2 separate regions of the Mus musculus genome follow, and region 2 is linked to region 1. The links are chromatin contacts, called in public promoter capture Hi-C maps. All regions are on one chromosome and are shown on one strand. Each heading gives the region's core, a stretch centred on a gene start, on an enhancer-like site or on the middle of the called end of the contact. The rest is flanking DNA. Distances are from core to core; before and after follow the strand shown.

What was found. Promoter capture Hi-C pulls out the DNA fragments that hold promoters and counts their contacts.
Region 2: a promoter capture Hi-C map of liver shows a contact between it and region 1, with 4 times the contacts expected there. The contact joins the enhancer-like site here to the promoter of Esf1 in region 1. A contact is called at or near these places in 5 of 39 promoter capture datasets (cranial neural crest, hippocampal neurons, liver and 1 more) and 1 of 115 datasets of contacts at active chromatin or transcription factors (astrocytes).

Annotation. Positions count from the first base shown.
Region 1 is chr2:140,169,285-140,171,844 of GRCm38.p6, forward strand. It overlaps Esf1 (ESF1 nucleolar pre-rRNA processing protein homolog), which reads right to left and starts at 1,274. Exons shown (of 14, transcript NM_001081090.1): 1 at 1,193-1,274. Ndufaf5 (NADH:ubiquinone oxidoreductase complex assembly factor 5) reads left to right here and starts at 1,362. Exons shown (of 11, transcript NM_027093.4): 1 at 1,362-1,649. The coding sequence starts at 1,428.
Region 2 is chr2:142,803,018-142,805,577 of GRCm38.p6, forward strand. The region is part of intron 12 of Kif16b (kinesin family member 16B); the gene reads right to left. Among named protein-coding and RNA genes, the nearest start is that of Kif16b, 97 kb to the right of the region's middle. Within about 2 kb of position 1,269, at least 8 of the 459 cell types and tissues checked have an H3K27ac peak or open chromatin away from gene starts, as enhancers often do. A contact at or near this core is called in liver, where this site is marked.

The DNA of each region.
Region 1 (2,560 bases), core at 24-2,523:
CATCTACAGATGCAACAGACACAGGAAGACAAAAACAAAAGATTCTGAAATCTCAGCTGGTCTAATTGGGTTTTCATAGTCTTGTTTCATTCTCTTTGTTAATGTTTACTTCATAATTGCATAAGCTTTTGGTTTTACAAAGCTGTCTCTTAACTAATGAGGGGCATTTAAAAAAAAATCAAATCAGATTTACCTTAGTGTTATTTCTATAAATCCTAGTTTCTATCAAGACCCAAATTAGTCTCAAACTACAGTTAACAATTGTCACGTTCTTCTTAATAAATTTTTCCATGTGTATGGGTGTTAAGTATTCATGTGTGTCTGCATATCACTTCTGTGCCTCCTGCCCATGGACGCCTGAAGAGGTCTTCTGAGCCCCTGGAACTGGTTTTACTGACTGGACAATAGTCAGCCATCAAGTGGATGCTGGAAATTTAACCTAGGTCCACTGAAGACCAGCAGCCAGTGCACTTAACCACTGAGCAATCTATCCAGTCCCAAATGTCGCTTTTTTATAACATTTTATTCTCAAAGTGACTAAGGCCTAGATAGGCTATAAACACACAAAAACGCTCACAGAAGTTTGTATGCCTAATGTTCCTTTGTAAAGCGTCCCTGGTGGTTGGATTTCTCCAGATTTCAACTTTGCAAAAAAGTCAGAAGTTTCTGTATGAATAAAAGCTGACTGACCAAACAAGACAGTATTTACGCCCCTCACTCCTGCGACAGACTGTACGCCATCACAACAGGCTAGCCTAGCCTTGAACTGCAATCACTTCTGTCTCTCGGCCTCAATACTGGAATTACAGTGTTGCTTTACTTCAGAACCCTTTACATTCTAATAGAGAGAGAGAGAGAGAGAGAGATACTACAACACCTGGAACAGCTGTACGACACAGCTACCACCTCAACCAACTGCAGTGCGTGTGAATGTTGGAAATGGAAGCCCACGGCGAACATGGGATGTTCAGAGGAGCGAAAGCAACTGGACAGCACTTGAAACGCTTCCCGGTCTCCCTCAAGTCCACCCACCCTCTGGCCTGGGAGCTCCAGGTCAGCTCGTCCCGAACCATCTTCCCACCTCACAAACTTTCGGGGCAAGTTACTCGGCTGCGTTCTCTGTCTCTCTCGAGAAGCAGCTCTGAAGAGAACAATGAGGCCAGAAAGGGACCGGACTATAGGGGCTACTCACAAATCCCAAGGAGAGCCCGACGGGCGACCGCACAGTTTCCCACCACTCTTCTCAGATCCCAGTCTGAGTTCACATGGAGCGCACTCCCACAATCCTCCGCGAGACGCTCCGTCTTAACGGCACGCGAGCTGGGCCAAACTACTTCAACCTTCCGCCTTGGAACTGCGCTAGTCGTAGTCCCGTTGGCGCATGCGCCTAATAGAAACCATGCCCTGCTGTGGCGCCCGGGCTGAAGATGCTGCGAAAGGTCGTTCTTTTGCGCCTCTGCCCACTGCTTGGCCGGCCAGCGGTCTCTGCATCGAGCGGCAGTCGCAGGGAGGTCGCTTCTGGTGTCCCTCCTTCGGGCAGCACCTCGCCCAGAGCCCTAAACATCTTCGACAGGGAATTGAAGAGGAAGCAGAAGAATTGGGCCGCCCGGCAGCCCGACCCCATGAAATTTGACTACCTGAAGGAGGAGGTGAGACTGTGGGGCTGCGACGGAGGGAGGCGTGGAGCCGGGTAGGGCGGACCCACCCACCCGACTGTGTGACCTTGAGAAGCTTCACTCTCTAGAGCCTTTCTGATTTTCCGGGAAGCACGAGAGGCTCCGATAGCATGCGGGGCAATCATTCATTCGCTTTGCAAACACTGCTTGAGTTCCAGGGAAAAGCAAGATCATTTAGGAGTGAGTAGGAGACACATAGACAGGGAATGTAATTGCAGCAAAAGGAAGGTGAAGAAAAAGTGAGATAGCGGTATTGGTGACTGCGGTGGTCAAGAATGGCTGTTATGGCGAAAAGTGAGAGATTAGTTGAGCCGAGATGAGAGATGGGACGAGTCTCCTAGGAAAAGGAAAAGTGCAAAACTCCTAAGGCCAAAAGGACGTGTAGAGGCCTTCAATAAGTCCTTCCATTCTGTTCAAGAAAAGCTTGTAAGAGACTGAGTACAAGGTGTGGATAGTTGACTGCATCCCGGATGACGCCAGTCCGGGGAAGGGTGGTACTTACCATACGATTTCTTTTATGTTGTGTTTAGGAGATGGTCGTCTATACTTTTCCAGACTTGGTGTTTACTAATTTGCAAGCATTGGCTGTCTTAATTTATTATGTAATATATACCAGCCTGACCTCGAATTCATAGAAATCCACCTGCCTCAGCCTCCCGATGTTGATGTTGGGTTTGAGTTTCCGAGACAAGGGTCTTTTTAATATATCCTGGTTTGGAACTCATAGTCACCGTGTATTCCAGACTGGCCTCAGACTTGTGGTAATCCTGCTTACTCCTGAATCGAAGGACTATAGACATAAACTGCCACACCAAGGAGATCGTTAATTTTGATTTCATTAAATTTGCTTCTAAAGTAATTTGCTTCCGTTTGTTTTCAGGGTA
Region 2 (2,560 bases), core at 19-2,518, 2.6 Mb after region 1:
GCAATATAGAAGACCTGCACAGGCCCAAGCCAAACAAAAACTCAAGGTAGAGGTGAGGAAGTAGGCACAAAATTCCTCCCACAGAGAGTAGCTACTGGCATAACCTCGAAGAGGGAGGTTAGTTTCTTTCATGGTATCGCAACTCACAAGCTACCAGCACACAAAATTATAAAAACAGATTCCAATGAAAGACCACAATGTGACTGTCAACTGATTACCTAGAAACATTTAGAATCTACGGACCACACTGAAGCAGATTTTCTTCGACACCAACAGTTGGCTTGAACTGGCCTAGCCAGGGTTATTCAGGTCTGACATCCAATGTCCCTGTGAATGGTGTCCCAGCTTCATTTAGTTAAATGTCACAGTTGCAATAGCATTTCTAATGTTTAATCATTAGTTATCAAAATGCATCCTACTTATGTTGCTTTGATAGTGTGCCACTAATAATTATAATCATAATTCACTTGAAGAAATTTTAAATAATTAGAGCCTCGTGGATACAAAAAATATTTTAATTGCATTGAAATGTATTTGCATGGCTTTACTGCAAAAGATTATAATAGGATGATCAAAGAAATGATCACACAAAAACATATTAAACTAAAAAAAATTGCATGACAAGTTGAATATACAAATTCATAGAGAAATGAAGATTATCCAGAATTAAAGAGATTACTGGTGTTTTCTTCAAGGTTGATAGTAAATACCAAATCTCTCTGATTTTAGAGTCTAACATTATTTGAGAGTAATATGAATTTTATTTTGAAATATAAACATTTAAAGTACAATAAACATCCCATCTTGTGTAATACTAAATGTATGACCAAAACATAGTTTCAACACCAACTCTGTACATTCAAGGTTGCGACTGTCTGGTACCAAGTGTAGGAGGTGTCAGAGAACAGCCTACTGCTTCACCTTCTATCAGGTAAGTCCTCCAAGTCCAGAGTCAATCACTGACCTGGTGAACCCTGCCTCCCACTGTGAGGATCTTCTTCAGTGAACTCAAGTCCAGATCCTCTGTTTATTCCTTCACACTTATATTCCTGTCTAAAAGTGGTGGTTCTCAAAATGAAATAAAATGTCATTTGCCAAGGGTTAGAGATTAATTCCATGCTCTCTGAGAACCTGTTCAAGATGAATATTTATCAGACACAGGAGAGCAGATGGGTTGAACTTTGGGCTTTGTGAAGGGAGGTTAGGAGCTGAGTTTCTAACTACAATGGATTCTGGGAATGACCTTTGGTAAATCACTGAACTGTCAGGTGTTCATGCAGGTTGCCAGCTATTGAAAAATAAATGTGGCAGAGATAAGGACTCCTGCCTTACTGCAAAGGAGGCCTCAAGAGGATTAATGCTGGACAGAAAAGCATTTCCTGCTCCTACAAGAAAGAATGCTTACCACTGTACAATAAATGGTTTCTAGTCATCACTTAGTCTAGCCTAGTCTCCTAATCTAGATAAAACCACAGTAAATTCTACACAGCTGAGGGCTGTCCTGATGTTTATTTGCAATGAGTGGAAAGACAAAAGGTTCTCTAATAGAAATGACTCATCTGAACTTAATCCCCAGCACCACAAAATAAACAAACAAATAGATAAATGCAATATGAAAATAGTAATAATAAAAACTAAAAACAGCTCTATGTGAATACAGCATAAATATATAACCCCCTGGGTTTTGGGCAGTGGCCATAGCTATCCCATTCCATTACTTCAGCTTGACCAACAATAAAGTGTATCCTTTAAGTACTATGTGAAGGCGCTTCAAGGCCCACATACTATTCACTATTCGTTGTTATAATTGATTTTAACAGATAATTTTAAGAACATGTGGCAGTACCTATTCATATTCCTATAAACATGAATGTATATGCAAAATCTCTACAAGAACTATTTCAAATAATTCAAATAACTAAAGGTGACATCTAAAACACAAACACACACACACACACACACACACACACACACTTTTAGGCCATTCAACAAACATCTAACACCCGCCTTTACATATATTCTCAACACTCATTTAATCATGCCATGTATTAAGTTCTGCACAGCCAAAGCTGAAGACGGTTCTCCCTGTTCTTACTTAAAAAATAAAATAAAAATAAAACTTAATGTTATTTTTAATGAATAGACAAACCATTTCTTTTTACTTCTCTTTTTTCCCTTTTTTGTTAAACTTAAGGGACTTAAAAAAAGAAAAAAGACATTCACTAGGGTCAAGCTTTCACCTGCATCATTTGCCTTTGTCTGTGCTTTAGGGCCTTCTGGCACACAGTAGGCAGGGGCAATCGCCTACTAACCAGAGTGGACAGTGAAAACCAAACACAGGAAAGACTATGGCATTTGCCAGAAGAACAGAGTGTGGGTGACAGAGCTCACTTACAATGAAATACAGCACTACCATGGACACAAGCTTACTCATCAAAGGCAAGGATTTCCATGAGACTTCCCCACCTCCTTCTAGACTGGATATATTTCAAAGAACAAAAGGGCTGGGCAACAAATTCCAGTTTCCATCCCAGCACTAAATTATTAACACATACAAAGA